Linked DNA regions of Mus musculus: region 2 is linked to region 1. Evidence: chromatin contacts called from public promoter capture Hi-C data. All regions are on one chromosome and are shown on one strand. Each heading gives the region's core, a stretch centred on a gene start, on an enhancer-like site or on the middle of the called end of the contact. The rest is flanking DNA. Distances are from core to core; before and after follow the strand shown. Region 1 holds the start of Rarg (retinoic acid receptor, gamma). Region 2 holds the start of Hoxc5 (homeobox C5).

Region 1 (7,166 bases), core at 3,628-6,127:
GGGGTGGTCTTCAGCTACAGCCCCCGCCCATGCCCACTGCCCTGGCCTGGGAGGCTCCGTGCCCACCCTGCCTGGTCTGTCCAGTGGGTTTCCAAGGATCCTAGAAAGAGATAAAGGAAAAGACACATAGATGACAATCTTCATGCGGATCACCAAGCAACCCAAGTCTGTGAGCGTCTGTCCTTCGGTCCTAACCCTAACCCTCCCTGGCTTGGGCACTTGCAATTCCATAGACTGGGCAGGACAGAAAGTTGTACGGAATCTGAGAAATCAGTTTAACCTCAGGTTCTAAGGTAAACAATGACTTAAGACCTTTTGGTGAGGTTCTGGGATGGAAGCGTCACAGCTAGACCAAACATCTGCTCTAACAAAGTAGAGAGTATGACTCCCAAGACTCAAACACTCAGACTGGGGGGTTATAGCTCAGTGGTGGGTTGCTTGCTTAGCAAGTAGCAAGTGCAAGGTTCTGGGTTCGATACCTAATTTCAAACTGAGCATGTATACCTTTAGCAGGCAGATCTCTCAGAGTTTGAGGTCAGCTAGATCTACACAGTAAGACCTTGCCAAAAGAAAAAGAAAAAAGAAAGAAAAGAAGGAAGAAGAGAGAAAAAAAGAATAAATAAAAATTAAGCATATTTAAAAAATAAACTAATTCAAACTCCTTTTTGTTTGTTTGTTTTTGTTTTGTTTTTCCAGACAGGGTTTCTCTGTATAGCCCTAGCTGTCCTGGAACTCACTTTGTAGAACTGGCTGGCCTCCAACACAGAAATCCGCCTGTCTCTGCCTCTCAAGTGCTGGGATTAAAGGTGTGCACCACCACCGCCCCACCTAATTCAAACTCTTACTACTGTGGTGGTAGCAAGCATATATCTCCACTTCTGAGTCTTACACGGCTTTGGAGAGTACAGTCACATGCAGACTCCCTGAACTGCACTGACGCCCCCCACTTGCTGGCTGGGGGACTTGAGAGGAATTATTTAATCTCCCTGTGCCATCTACCACTTGAGGATAACAGGACCCACCAGTTGGTAAGGTTGTTTGGAGGATTCACTAATTCAACATGCACTGAGTGTTTAAGATAAAGTAGCCGAAGCCGGGCGTGGTGGCGCACGCCTTTAATCCCAGCACTTGAGAGGCAGAGGCAGGCAGGACAGTCTGGTGTACAAAGTGAGTTCCAGGACAGCCAGGGCTACACAGAGAAACCCTGTCTCGAAAAACAAAAAACAAAACAACAACAACAAAAAAGATAAAGTAGGGCACATGTTAAATGCTATGTCAAAATCTCGTACTTGGTACTTCCCGAGTGCCTTTTAATTATCAATTGCTTCCTCTGTCTTCCTTGGTACTTCTCGTTTCCCTTCCCAACTCTCCCTCTGTCACCAACCATCCCACAGTCAGCCTACACTGCCTATGCTCTTTGGGCAGGTGGAGCCCTACTAGGAGAGAACCAGAAGAGACCCCCTCCTTGTCCTCAGTCTACATTGCTCCTCCTCCTCCTCTCTCTGAATTCCTAAAAACTCTCCCTATATTCTTTCCTCCCTCAAATGTAGCTTCCCTGACCCCTGATCTAGGAAAGGGGAATCTAGGTCCCGCACACCATCATGCGGTGGCCAAGGGAAAGATCCTCCATAGATCTCCTGAACCACCTACCAACTGTGAAGCTTAATGGGCTGGGGTGCAGCTCTGCTCCATAGGAGACCGATTAAAAGTGGACAGAGGACCACAGTGGGCGCCCAGGTGGGCATTCCACCCAGTTAGAAACTGTCTAGGGGAGCTAGAGAAAGTACCCAAGGAGCTACAGGGATCTGCAACCCTATAGGTGGAACAACAATATGAACTAACCAGTACCCACCCGCCCCGGAGCTCGTGTCTCTAGCTGCATATGTAGCAGAAGGTGGCCTACAGTGGAAAGAGAGGCCCATTAGTTGTGCAAACCTTATATGCCTCAGTACAGGGGAACGCCAGGGCCAAGAAGTGGGAGTGGATGGGTAGGGGAGTGGGGGGGGGGAGGATATGGGGGTACTTTTGGGATAGCACTGGAAATGTAAATGAAGAAAATACCTAATTTAAAAAAAAAAGAAACTGTCTAGGATCAGCGTCTTCTCCCTTGTCTTTGTACCTCTGCCTTTCCTGCCCCCCCTCTTTCTTTTCTCTTATCTCTCTCAACCTCCACACTCTTAGGAATAAACCGTAAAGGAGACTCTGACTCTCACTAGATGCCACCAACAGGCCCAGGACCCTCTAGCTCTTTACCCCGATGTCCCCAGAGTCCTACAGTATTAACTCATAGCCTCCAGGATCCTTCTCTTGGTCCATGAGGTCCTCATCCCAAGTCAAACCCAGGTGGATCCAGGAGTCCAGGGCCCCCTAGGCCCCTGGGCCATAGCTCAACAGGCTGGGCTACATTCCAGGTGGATTAACCCCTCCAATGCCAAGAATGATAAACTGGTAGAGCACCCCCCCCCCAATCTTTCCCAGATTCTGTTTAGACTGGAAATAGGCTCTCTATTCCAGCCATCCCTGTCTTGGCATCTTACCTACAGATGGGAACCAGACCTCTAGGGTAGGGCAGAACTTCAACAGGAGGTGGAGGGGAAGGGGTGTTCAGGCTCCTGGTCCTCACCAAGGACATTGTAAGCAAAGGACAACTCTCCCTGGCCTTCCTCCTCAACTACCTGGGAGGGGAGACTTAGAGGTGAAGAAGATAACAGATTCCTGTCTCCTAAGTCTGGTCTCTCTGGGAAGGGGGCGCACTTCAGTTCCAGGTAGAAGAGAGTAAGACAACAGTGCGGGAGTCAAAGGAAATCCTAAATGAGGCCTTAACTGTCTAGGTTCTTTGTGGGACCTGCAGAAGAAGGAGAACGCTCCCCTCTTCCCAAGATGCCACTTCAGATGGTGCGGCTTAGAAGGCGGGCAACTGACTTGGGGAAAGGGTTCTTACAAAGCTTCTCTTAGAGATGAGGTGGAGTTGAGGGGAGGGCATGGATGAAGGGGGCTGCCGGATGGAAGGGGGGCGTCTCCCTGCTGCCCTGCCCGCTCCAGAGCCTGGAACAAAGCCGCTCTTGTCAGTTGCTCTCCACCCGCTGCCCCCCTCCCCTCTGTATAAACACGACCACCTTTTTCCATGACCCCATCTCCAGAATGGGAGGAGAACCCAGGCATCCTCTGCCCTATCCTGAGCCCCAAGCCTGTTCTCCAGGAGACAGCAGTGGACCCAGCTTCCCTGGCTCCGTGCCGTTGTTGGGGGAGTCTAGACCCTTGATTCTCCACCTTGAATCCTCAGGTGCCCTCCCTCTACCCCACTGGCCCCAGGGAGGGGCAGTACCCAGGAGGCAGGCAGGCAATGCCAGTGGAATGTGTGTGGGCATCAGAGGGCACGGGCAGGGTGGGGCCGAGGGGGGAACTGGAGGTGCCAGTTAGGTGGCTTTCTGAGCCAGAGGTGGGGGTGTGCCCCGGGGTTGGGGGGGCGTGTCCTATGCTGCCTACCAGTTCTAAGCCACTGTGTGTGTGTGTGTGTGTGTGTGTGTGTGTGTGTGTGTGTGTGTGTGTTGGGATAACCAAGCTCCGAGCACCCTGGACACACACTCCCCTTGACCCCCTCTAAGTATCCTTACTGACAATGGCTGTGGTCCTCAAACCCTAACTCAGTACCCGAAGAATAACCATAAGGGCAGAAGCCTCAAATTTGAGGAGTAGGATCCCAACTGCCCCGGGTTTAAGCCCTACAAGAGGGAATTATTTGAGCATTTTGTCCTTGAGTTCCCTCCCCGAGACAGACATCCCTGCTGCCCCATCCCCATGACCACCAACTAAGCATATTCTTACCCTCTGGCCTCTGCAGAGAGTCCCTCCTACATACTGGGCCAGGCTGAGGTGAGGGACCTGGTGGAAACTGCTGGAAAGGAAAGAGGCGCTGTCAGTGGCACTCCAGGACAGGGGCTCTCCTGAACCTGTCCGGGCGTTATAACTCTAGCTTTGTTCCACTGGGGCCTCCCCTTGAGAATATTCTAAAAGAGCTCCCCTTCATTGGCTCACTTGTGCAGTAAGGGATAGATCAGAGAGAATCCAGGTTCTGCAGTCCAAACTCCACAGACCACTTTACCCACCTAGACACTTGCTAGAGCTTTCCTAGTCCCCATACAGAGCCCTGCCAATCCACTGGAGAAAGGGTACTTGGACCATCAGATCCACCCTTCAGTATGCCCCCGCCCCACTCCGGTGGAAGAATGCCATCCTTTCCCAGAGGAGGAAAACCCGTCTTCTCTGACATTCCGAGTACAGGAACATTGGTTCGCTTGCCCAAGACTTTCCTAAATGCTCTCCTTCAATACTCACCAAAATCAAGGGCAGACAACCCGGCCCATCCTCAGTCTGTCTAAAAAAAAATCTCCCCTTTCTCTTCCCGGGTCACGACTGACCCCAACTTGGGGCAGGAAGCCTCCGCATAAGCTCGGCTAACAGCTTGGCCACCCCCGGAGGGAAAGGACCCCAAGGCTCCCGACGCCCCCGCCCCTGGCTCATTTCAGCAGAGGAGCCCCGGCGTCCGCGGCCGGAGGGCGGCCAGGCGGGCGAGCCGGCTTCCCCGCCTGACTCACCTGGAGGGGAGGGCGGGGGAAGGAAGGCCGCAGAGCCCCGAGGTCCCGGCGTCGGGCGGTCTCGGGGATGGAGCACCGCGGTGTTAGTGACTCGCGGTAATGGGGGGCTTCAGGGGGGCACGGCTCTAGGCTGGGACAATCCCGGGGCCTCTCGGAGCCCGCCCGCCCACGTGACCGCCCCAAAATATCCGACACATTTTCTCCCAAACCGCACACTGACTCCGCAGGCGGGGACACGGAAAATATTTTCTTTCTTTTTCTCCCTCCCTACCCCCCCCACCTCCCTCCCTGCCTGGCTCCCTCCTCCTCCTCCCGCCCTCGCTCCTCCCTCCCCTGCCGCCTGCCCCTGCCCGGCTCCCTCCTCGGTGCCCTGGGGCTGGGGGGGGTGGTGGCTGGGGGGGGGGAGGACTGGGCGGGGCGGCCCAGGACGCCTGGGTCTCTGCCCCTCCCATTTGCTAGGCTTCCGTGGCTCCATCCCCGGGAGGCCGGGCAGAGCTGGCAGAGGTCAGTGTCCTGGGCTCCATGATGCCAACCCTTTCTCTCTGGCGCTATCCCCCTTCCAGCCATTTGGGGAGACTGAGTTGTCTTTAGCCACGCTGTATTCTGCCAGGCCGGTCTCTGGTACCTCCCAGGGTAGGCAGTGAGAGACTTGGACACTGCCAAGACGTGGAGTGATGGGGCAGGAGTATACCAGAGGAGAAGGCACTGTCCCCTTTTCTTAGTTAACCTCCACCTGCAGGTCAAAGCAGTATCCCTTCCTCTGGCCTTCTCTGTCCTATGGCCTAGGAGCAAACTGGTTTAACTAGTGGGGGTTACGATGAAGGTGCTACGAATTGGGTTCACAGGCTTCCTCCCTCTCATTCTGCCTGAAGTTGACTCCAGGAGTTAAAGCGCGTGGGTCTCTCGCTGCCAATATCGTCCCCACCTTTAGACTTGGATTTAGAGGGGGAGAGGCTGGCTGGGAGGAGGGCTGAAAGAACTTTAGGGAGGAGGGGGGATGGGAGGAGCCTTGCGCTGGGTGTGAGGGAGAAAGCCCAGGCGAGGGTGTGTGTCTGGCTCAGCCAGCGAGGCCTGCCTGGCTGCCTGGTAGATGCGCCACGAATGTTGTTGACGCTGGGTCTCTAGAAGCCCAAAGTCTGTGTCTAATAGGGATATTCTCTGTCTCCAAACAAACCGAGGCTGAAAGGCTCTCGAACCTAGAGAGGGAAGCCAATAGTTTGACTTTATACCACAGAGCACAGAGCCAGAGAAAAGTGAAGTCCTATGCACTCTCACAGGGATGGTCACGACTCCAGAAGAGGAGAAAGCTCATTGGACGGGCTGGGCCAGGCACTAGCCCAAAGGACCATCCTCAGCAACGCTCCCAGAGTGGCCAGCACCTGGGGAATGGGCCCCTGAATCACATCACATTTTCCACTTTGGAATTACTCAGCTCTGGTCTTGCTGTCACCCTAGGGGCCAGGCATCCCCCTCCTGGGAAAGGCTTTTCTGGGTAGCCATTATCAGCTAAAGGAGAAGGGGAAAGAGAGGCTTGCTGTGGCAATCCCAAGAGACCAGAGACGTTGTGGGGGAGGAAGGGGGGGAGCACAGACGAAACTCTGCCTTTCGCTCCAGGGCTGGGAATAGGTACTCCAGGGTCCCGTCCCCAGGTGGCCTGACTGCTGTTGACTTTGCCGGTTACCCTGGGAGCAGCTCTTAGCAGTGTGGGAGGGGTGTGTGTCCGGGAGTTGGACCCTGGCATTCAGGCTGGGGTGGGATAGTGAGCTGCCTGTGTGGCAGGGATCCTGCCAGGAGGCTGCAAAATTAACCCCTCCTGCCCTGCCCTGGTGGTGGCTGGCGGAAGGAGGGGCGGGCCCAGCTGCGGTTTGGGAATGTGGCCCTAATCCCCCTCCCCACCCCACCCCGGCACATCTGTAGTTGGTTTACAGTGAATGAGTCTCCTGTCCTCATGAACCAGGCTTGGGCACCATTCCCTTCCTGCCCAGGCACTGGGACACAGACCCAGGCACCACCCTGCTCAGCTCTCTGCACTGGTTCTTCCCTTCAGGGACTTGACCCAGAGACCAAGCATCGGAACCCTGAGACTGCAGCTTGGGGTAGCAGATAGGGATGGAACAGTTAGTGGGATGAGAGGGGGGACAAATATGGGAGAGCATCCAAGAGGACAATAAGTTTAAAATCCCATTGTTTTCCTGTTCCCTTTGTCTTGATCTGTCCATATGTCTCTGTCTCTGTGGTGGGTGGGTTTGTTCATTTATTATCCATCCTGGTTACTATAACTACTTCCTCGAAACTTCCTCGTTCCTATGACTGGAGGGGGAAGTGTTGGGGGGGGAGAGGTGATGCTGTCCAAGAATACTTGCCAACCCCTCTCATCCAGTAATTGTCTCTGCCCCCTCACCAAACCCAGTCACTGGAGTTGTACACAGAATCAATTAGCCACAACAGACAGGGCCTGGTGGCAGGGGCCTTAATCCCAGCTACTCAGCAGGCTGTAGCATGAGGGCCCTCATGAAAGCAGAGAGCTTCTATACAGCAAAGGAGACTGGTAATCAACCAAGTGGGGAGACA
Region 2 (7,030 bases), core at 3,921-6,420, 760 kb after region 1:
GGTAGGTCCTGGGGAGGAGCACAAGGTTAGGAGGCAAAAGAGAAAAGATGCACACACTTCAGGATCCTCACTGTGCTCTGCAGTCTCATCCACCCCCTGTAGATCTGTTTGTCTCCCACACTGCCTTCCTCTGTGCACCATGTTTCAGGAAATTTCCTTTTCCTTTTGATTTAAAAAAAATATTGGAAAAAAATATGCTGTCTAGTGATGGGGACTCGCTTTATGAGTGTCAAGCCCAGAATATCTTCTAGAATTTCTGGGACCCTCTTTCTACTGGGAAGGATCTCCTCAAATGAAGCACCCAGAATTTAATTTTAGATACAATAGATGAAATGGGTCTGAAAACAAGGATCACTCTGCCACAGCACAGCAAAGTTAGCTGGGGTGGGGAGATTTCCTGGGACTAGACCTTTCCTTCCGCTGGGAACAAGGCCCTGCTCATAGACCTTCACCCCACCCCCAACCAGTTCATATATATGTGTGTGGTGTGTATATATACACACCACATACATATATTCTTAAAAGAAATCTAAGTCTTACTTTCAAAGCACATACTTAGTCTCAACTAGGGAATCAACAGAAGCAGAAGCGATTTTTTTCCCCTTTCTTGACATCTGGCTTGCGATTGGCTGGAAGGGGGTCAGCTGACTTTGTCATTTTGTCTGTCCTGGATTGGAGCCGTCCCTATAACCATCTAGTTCCGAGTACAAACTGGAGACAGAAATAAATATTAAAGAAATCATAGCCCGACCAGGTAAAGGCAAAGGGATGAATTCCTACTTCACTAACCCTTCCTTATCCTGCCACCTCGCCGGGGGCCAGGACGTCCTCCCCAACGTCGCCCTCAATTCCACCGCCTATGATCCAGTGAGGCATTTCTCGACCTATGGAGCAGCCGTAGCTCAGAACCGGATCTACTCGACTCCCTTTTATTCGCCACAGGAGAATGTCGTGTTCAGTTCCAGCCGGGGGCCGTATGACTATGGATCTAATTCCTTTTACCAGGAGAAAGACATGCTCTCAAACTGCAGACAAAACACCTTAGGACATAACACACAGACCTCAATCGCTCAGGATTTTAGTTCTGAGCAGGGCAGGACTGCGCCCCAGGACCAGAAAGCCAGTATCCAGATTTACCCCTGGATGCAGCGAATGAATTCGCACAGTGGTGAGTTTTACAGCTCCGAGATATAAATTAAATAAACTGAACTGGCTTTATGACCGGCTTCCCTAGAAGAACGGGCGGAGAGAGTTTTTTATGGCCCCATAAAAACAATCACGCTCGTCTCCTCGCCGACACCGAGACAGGGCCCCCTCTTCAGCCCCCTCTGCTCGCCTTCCGCGCTGGCTCGCAAGGGCCTGGCCCCCTCGGTCCCTGACGGATTGGAGGGCTCCAAGAGGAGCTGAGGGGGTAGAAACAGGGCAGGGAATGAGGGGAGGGGACAGAAGGTGGAGGAGCCCCCCAAAGTCTAGTTAGGCCGGAGAAAAGGAAGGGAGTTAGGAAAGGGCAAAGAAGTGGGGAGAACTTTCCAGGGATCTAGAGTGTTGGGGAAGGTGGGGGAGCCCAATCCTTGAGAGATGGGGTCCTTATCCCCAGTAGTTGGTACTTTTTTTTTAAAAATCAGCTTTTAGACAGCCAGCTTTCTGCCTGTTTTTGCCCCGCCCCCCAGCTTTCTTTGGGACACACTTCTCCCACCTCGTGGGAGAACTGAATGAAGTTGGGGTTCTGGCTGTCCCCCCAGTGGGGGTGGGGCAGGGCAAAAGGGAGAAAGCTAAAGCCCGAAGGGGCTGCGAGCTGTGGGCCAAGTTGAGAGGGTCTGGACTTTGCTAGACGAAAATGTCTGCAGAGGACGCCTTGCTGATTGTTTTTAGTGTGTTTTGTGCCTGGATCTCTAGGGGTCGGTTACGGAGCGGACCGGAGGCGCGGCCGCCAGATCTACTCTCGGTACCAGACCCTGGAACTGGAGAAGGAATTTCACTTCAACCGCTACCTAACTCGGCGCCGGCGCATCGAGATCGCCAATGCTCTGTGCCTGACCGAGCGACAGATCAAAATCTGGTTCCAGAACCGCCGCATGAAGTGGAAAAAAGAATCTAATCTCACGTCCACACTCTCAGGGGGTGGCGGAGGGGCAACCGCCGACAGCCTGGGAGGAAAAGAGGAAAAGCGAGAAGAGACAGAAGAAGAGAAGCAGAAAGAGTGACCAGGACTGTCCTTGCACCCCTCTCTTCTCCCTTGCTCATCCCAGCTCCCCGAATCACACACTCTGTATTTATCTCTGGCACAATGATGTGTTGTGACTTCCTAAAACAAAACAGGGAGTCAGACGTGGACCTAAAAGTCAGCTTTGGACCCCCTCCCTCACTGCACAACTCTTCACTCGTCTCTTCCTCTAGCTCCCTCGCTAGCTTCTTCCTGGCTTGTCTGCAGGCCCCTTCCCTCGCCTAGGCCTAGGAGACCTGAACCTCGCTTCAGACTCCTCAGATGTCTCTCCAAGTGAGCCCTAGGCTCCCTCCCCACCCCCGACGCCCTTCACCCCCGCCCTCCGGCGCAGAGAGCTGGCTCCAGGGCCTGGGGCCTCCACTCGGGGGCCTCAGGGCCCGGCCTGACAGCCGGAGGGCAGGAGGCCTCAGGAGGGCGCGCCTTGGCCCTGCAACAACCCCCAGGGCCTCTCCCCAGTCCCTGCCCGGTCCCTCTGCCCCAGCAAATGCCCAGTCCAGGCAAATTGTATTTAAAGATTCCTGGGGGTCATTATGGCATATTTCGAACTGTGACCGTTTCTGTGTGAATATTTCTAGCTGTATTTGTGGTCTCTGTATTTATATTTATGTTTAGCACCGTCAGTGTTCCTATCTCATTTAAAAAAGGATTTAAAAAAAAAAGAGGGAAAATAACAAAAAGAGAAAAAAAGTGAATGACGTTTGTTTAGCCAGTAGGAGAAAATAAATAAAGAAATAACCCCCTACGTGTTATCCTCCTGTATAAATCCGACCTCTGGATCCGTTCTCGAATATTTAATAAAACTGATATTATTTTTAAAAGTTTATAATCCGCCTGTCTGCTCTTTCTCCCGCCCGCTGGCTTGCCAGCAGAGCTCTCGCGCGGCCTGCAGCTTGCAAAGCCCCCAGCCCTCCGCACTCGCCTGCCCTGCAGCCAGGCGCTGAGCCTCTGTCTCCGGGTTCTCCTGACCGAGATGGGGTTCTGAGAGGCCTCTGGGACCCTCCCTACACGGAACAGCACACACCCCGGAAAAGAAAAAGAGGAAAGGGGCCGCCTGGACTTTCGCTGGGGGCGGGGAAGCTTGAGTGAGCCGGGTTGGGCTCCAAGCCCCACGCGGGCCTTTCTTCCTGCCTGTAGCAGCCAGGGATCTTCGGCTTCTGAGCCCTGAGCCCAAAATGCAAGAAAAGGAGCCTGATCCGAGCACTAGGGTCGCTCCCACCCACTGCCAGCAGAATGGGGAGAAGGAGAACTAGCAAGCATGCCTCCAGCCCGCCAGGCCGGCTGTTGTGAAACCTGGCTGAGGCTCCCTGGCAATCCAAGGACCTCAGGAGTCCGTCCGCAGAGACTGAGCGATCCAAGGACGACTGGAAAGAGAAAGACTGGAAACTGAGTTCTGGCCTGTTCTGAGACTCCTGACCCGCCAGACAAAAGTCCTTCTTCCTTACAGCCCAGCCTATCTGGTTCCTGCCTCTTCTCTCCTCAAACCTGGCGCATGAGGGGCACAGTAGGACCCTAACCCTTTTTCAGATCCAGCCTTCTTTCCCCAAGGCTCAGCATAGAAACCTGAGTGGGCCTAGGGGAAGAAGTGTGGGTGGGAGGTCTCCCGGAGGGGGAAAAATCGGTCTGAGTTTTCCAGACTCTCCAGGTCCCTGCCACCGCCCCCCTCCTCCAGATCCTCGGCCAGCGGGGGTTGGGGGGAGAGTTCTGGCAGAGACTGAGAGTTCCTCAGTTCCTGAGGAAATGTGGGCAGTAAAGAGTAGGGTCTGGGACTAAGAAAGGGGATAGGACCCAAAGGTTGAAGAAACCCTGGCCAAAGACTGTGTCTGGGTTGCCCGACTCCCTGCCTGCCCACCCACCTCCCCATGAGCCTTCTATCTTGAAACCTGGGCTAAGAGCTTACCTCTAAAAGAACAAAAGCAGACTTTTATCTCTGCCTTGCTCATAATATTTGTGGAGGTTTCAATCTTGCCCCTCTATGCTCTTGGGGGTCATCTGAAATATCTGGCATTCTCATGGTACCACATGAAGACCACACAGAGCTGTAGAAGGGCCCTCCAGTTCATTGTGTCTAGTTACATGCATAGGAATGTTGCCTCTTGCAACATGTTAGGGTTCCTAACATTGTGAAGTCTACCCAAGTTCACCTGGCCCCTCACCTCCAGTCACATCCCAGAGAGTACCTAGGACTCTCAGCCTCAGGACCTGTCTGCTGCTTCTGCTCATTCAGGAACCCTCTCTCCTCTTGGGTATCCTGCCTACCTCCCAGAGGTTAATTTTTCCAAGCATACAAGACAAGCTTCTCTTTATCAAAACTGAGTTCAATCCTCCCAAGCAAGAGACCTTGACCTTTAGTTTAGGTAACCCAAGATATGTCCTCCTGGCTCTCCACGCTGGGCTTTAGCTACCCCAACTCTCTTTCTCAGTCATCATTGAAGTTTGGAAGGCTCTGGAGGTAGGGAACTGGCACTATTCGTTTCAAAAACCACCGGTGTAATTCATAAATAAGGCCTCATCCTTTCTCAATTTTAAGCAGAATTTTAAAGACAAGCTCAATGGGTTAGTTTGTCCAACAAGCAACAACTTCTCCACAAACTGACTGCTAGAAGGCCAAGCGATGCTACAAGATGAAATTCCTCCGAGTCGGCACCAGGTGTCGCTGTGAGCTCGTTGTCCCGACTACCCCCCAATTCCAAGAACCATTTTTTTTTCCTCCCCCTTGCTTCTCTTTCTCTTTCATCCCCCCCCCCCCAACCCCCGGGCTTTGCCAACATATCAAGATGCGTTTCGCCGGCTTCCATCACTAACCTCCCGGAGGTCATCAAGCCAAATTTATGAGTGGCCGCTCCAGTCACGTGACTCTATTTAAGGCTCCCTTATTTGGGAAGAGCGCATAGGATAAAGAAAGAGATATCTCCACCTATAAATTGTGCACTTTGGAGAACAAAAACCCCCTCAACTTCAAAGAGTCACAAATCACCCTTAATCAAAAAGGGTGCAGAAATTTTTTTTGGGCCCTCCCCGCCATGAGCTCCTACGTAGCCAATTCATTCTATAAGCAGAGCCCCAATATCCCTGCCTATAACATGCAAACTTGTGGGAACTATGGATCGGCCTCAGAGGTGCAGGCATCCAGGTACTGCTACGGCGGATTGGACTTAAGCATCACTTTCCCACCGCCTGCGCCTTCCAACTCTCTCCACGGGGTAGACATGGCTGCCAACCCCCGGGCTCACCCCGACCGCCCCGCCTGCAGCGCCGCGGCCGCTCCGGGACACGCTCTGGGCAGAGACGAAGCGGCTCCTCTGAACCCTGGGATGTACAGTCAGAAGGCGGCTCGCCCGGCGCTGGAGGAGCGAGCTAAGAGCAGTGGGGAGATCAAAGAGGAGCAGGCGCAGACAGGGCAGCCTGCCGGACTGAGCCAGCCACCGGCCCCGCCACAGATTTACCCGTGGATGACCAAACTGCACATGAGCCACGGTAAACTTTAGGACTTCATTTTGCGCGCTCGGGTCCGCCTGGGTTTTATAGGCCATGCGGGGCAAATAAAGAAAAAAAACCTGCGGCCATAAATTTTACGATCCAGGCATCAATGGCTCGTAAAACTGTCCACTAAAAGGCTTAGAGGCTGTGTGCGCCCAAATTTACGACGACATAATTGGATCATAGGAACAAAACGTGTATAAAAGGCAATATTCAATTTTGGGGGGAGAGGGAGGGAGTTAAAAAAATAGAGGGATCTGAAGGGTGAGGAGCATGGGGCTCCAGAGTGGGGATCCCCCCGCGGCTCCCTCCCTCCCTCCCCTGCGGAGCCGGCTCGGCCAGTGCTCGCGGCTCCGGAGGATTCCAGCGACTCGGGAGGGGCGGGAGGGGGGTCCCCGGTGCTCGGATCTCGAGGGTGCTTATTGTTCGGTCCGAGCCTGGGTCTCCCTCTTCCCCCCATCCCCCCTCAGCCCCTCCGGCCGCAGAGTGAAGGCGGCGGTGGAAAGTTTCCTGCCCAGGCGGAGGCGCTTCTCCCGGGACCGGGCCTGCCCGCCTGCGGCCCTTCTGGCCTGTCCCACCGCGCTCACCTCTACTCCCTCCGACCACGGGTGGGGCCTGGGACTAGGGTGGGACGTTGGAGTGCTGCACGCTATTCATCCCTCCCTGGTTTGGGGGAATTTATGTTCCAGAGACGGATGGCAAGCGGTCCCGAACCAGTTACACGCGCTACCAGACCCTGGAACTCGAGAAAGAATTCCATTTTAACCGCTACCTCACTCGCCGCAGGCGCATAGAGATTGCCAACAACTTGTGTCTCAACGAGAGACAGATCAAGATCTGGTTCCAGAACCGCAGGATGAAGTGGAAGAAAGATTCCAAAATGAAGAGCAAAGAAGCTCTTTAGAGGAAGCAGGGAGCCCTCAGAGAGCACCCCGGTCTGCTGTGGTCCCTGCGCCCTTCCTTTTCGGTTTTCCTCCTTCTAGATTTTGAGGCGGAGGCTAGAGCACTGGCTCCGGGCCTCCCAGACAAAAGCGCATTTCTTTGGCATTCCGAATCCCCATCGACCCAGGGTTCCGCAGGACCGCCTGCACTGCCTGTCTTGCCTCAGCTCAGCTGAGCACCCCAGGCCCGGGGCACATTCTTGTAGGGCGGGTACTGGATAAGTCTCAGCCTGGGCTGCCTCTCTCGGCTCCGAGCCCTAGTTCAGCTAGCCTGAGTTAAGGTGAGACAGACTGACTGTAACCCCTTCTCCCCGACCTCCGCCTCACCCTCTTCTTTGTTCCTGCCTAGGCTGACCAGCCTGCTGAAGGCTGGTTGTGCCAGGCAGAG

What was found. Promoter capture Hi-C pulls out the DNA fragments that hold promoters and counts their contacts.
Region 2: a contact with region 1 is called in a promoter capture Hi-C map of embryonic stem cells. The contact joins the promoter of Hoxc5 here to the promoter of Rarg in region 1.

What each region holds. Positions count from the first base shown.
Region 1 is chr15:102,252,645-102,259,810 of GRCm38.p6, forward strand. It overlaps Rarg (retinoic acid receptor, gamma), which reads right to left and starts at 4,878. Exons shown (of 10, transcript NM_011244.4): 1 at 4,596-4,878; 2 at 3,826-3,895; 3 at 1-100.
Region 2 is chr15:103,008,838-103,015,867 of GRCm38.p6, forward strand. It overlaps Hoxc5 (homeobox C5), which reads left to right and starts at 5,171. Exons shown (of 2, transcript NM_175730.5): 1 at 5,171-5,698; 2 at 6,391-7,030. The coding sequence starts at 5,245. The coding sequence ends at 6,605. Mir615 (microRNA 615) reads left to right here and starts at 6,073; the gene lies at 6,073-6,164. Hoxc6 (homeobox C6) reads left to right here and starts at 725. Exons shown (of 2, transcript NM_010465.2): 1 at 725-1,168; 2 at 1,897-3,044. The coding sequence starts at 769. The coding sequence ends at 2,204.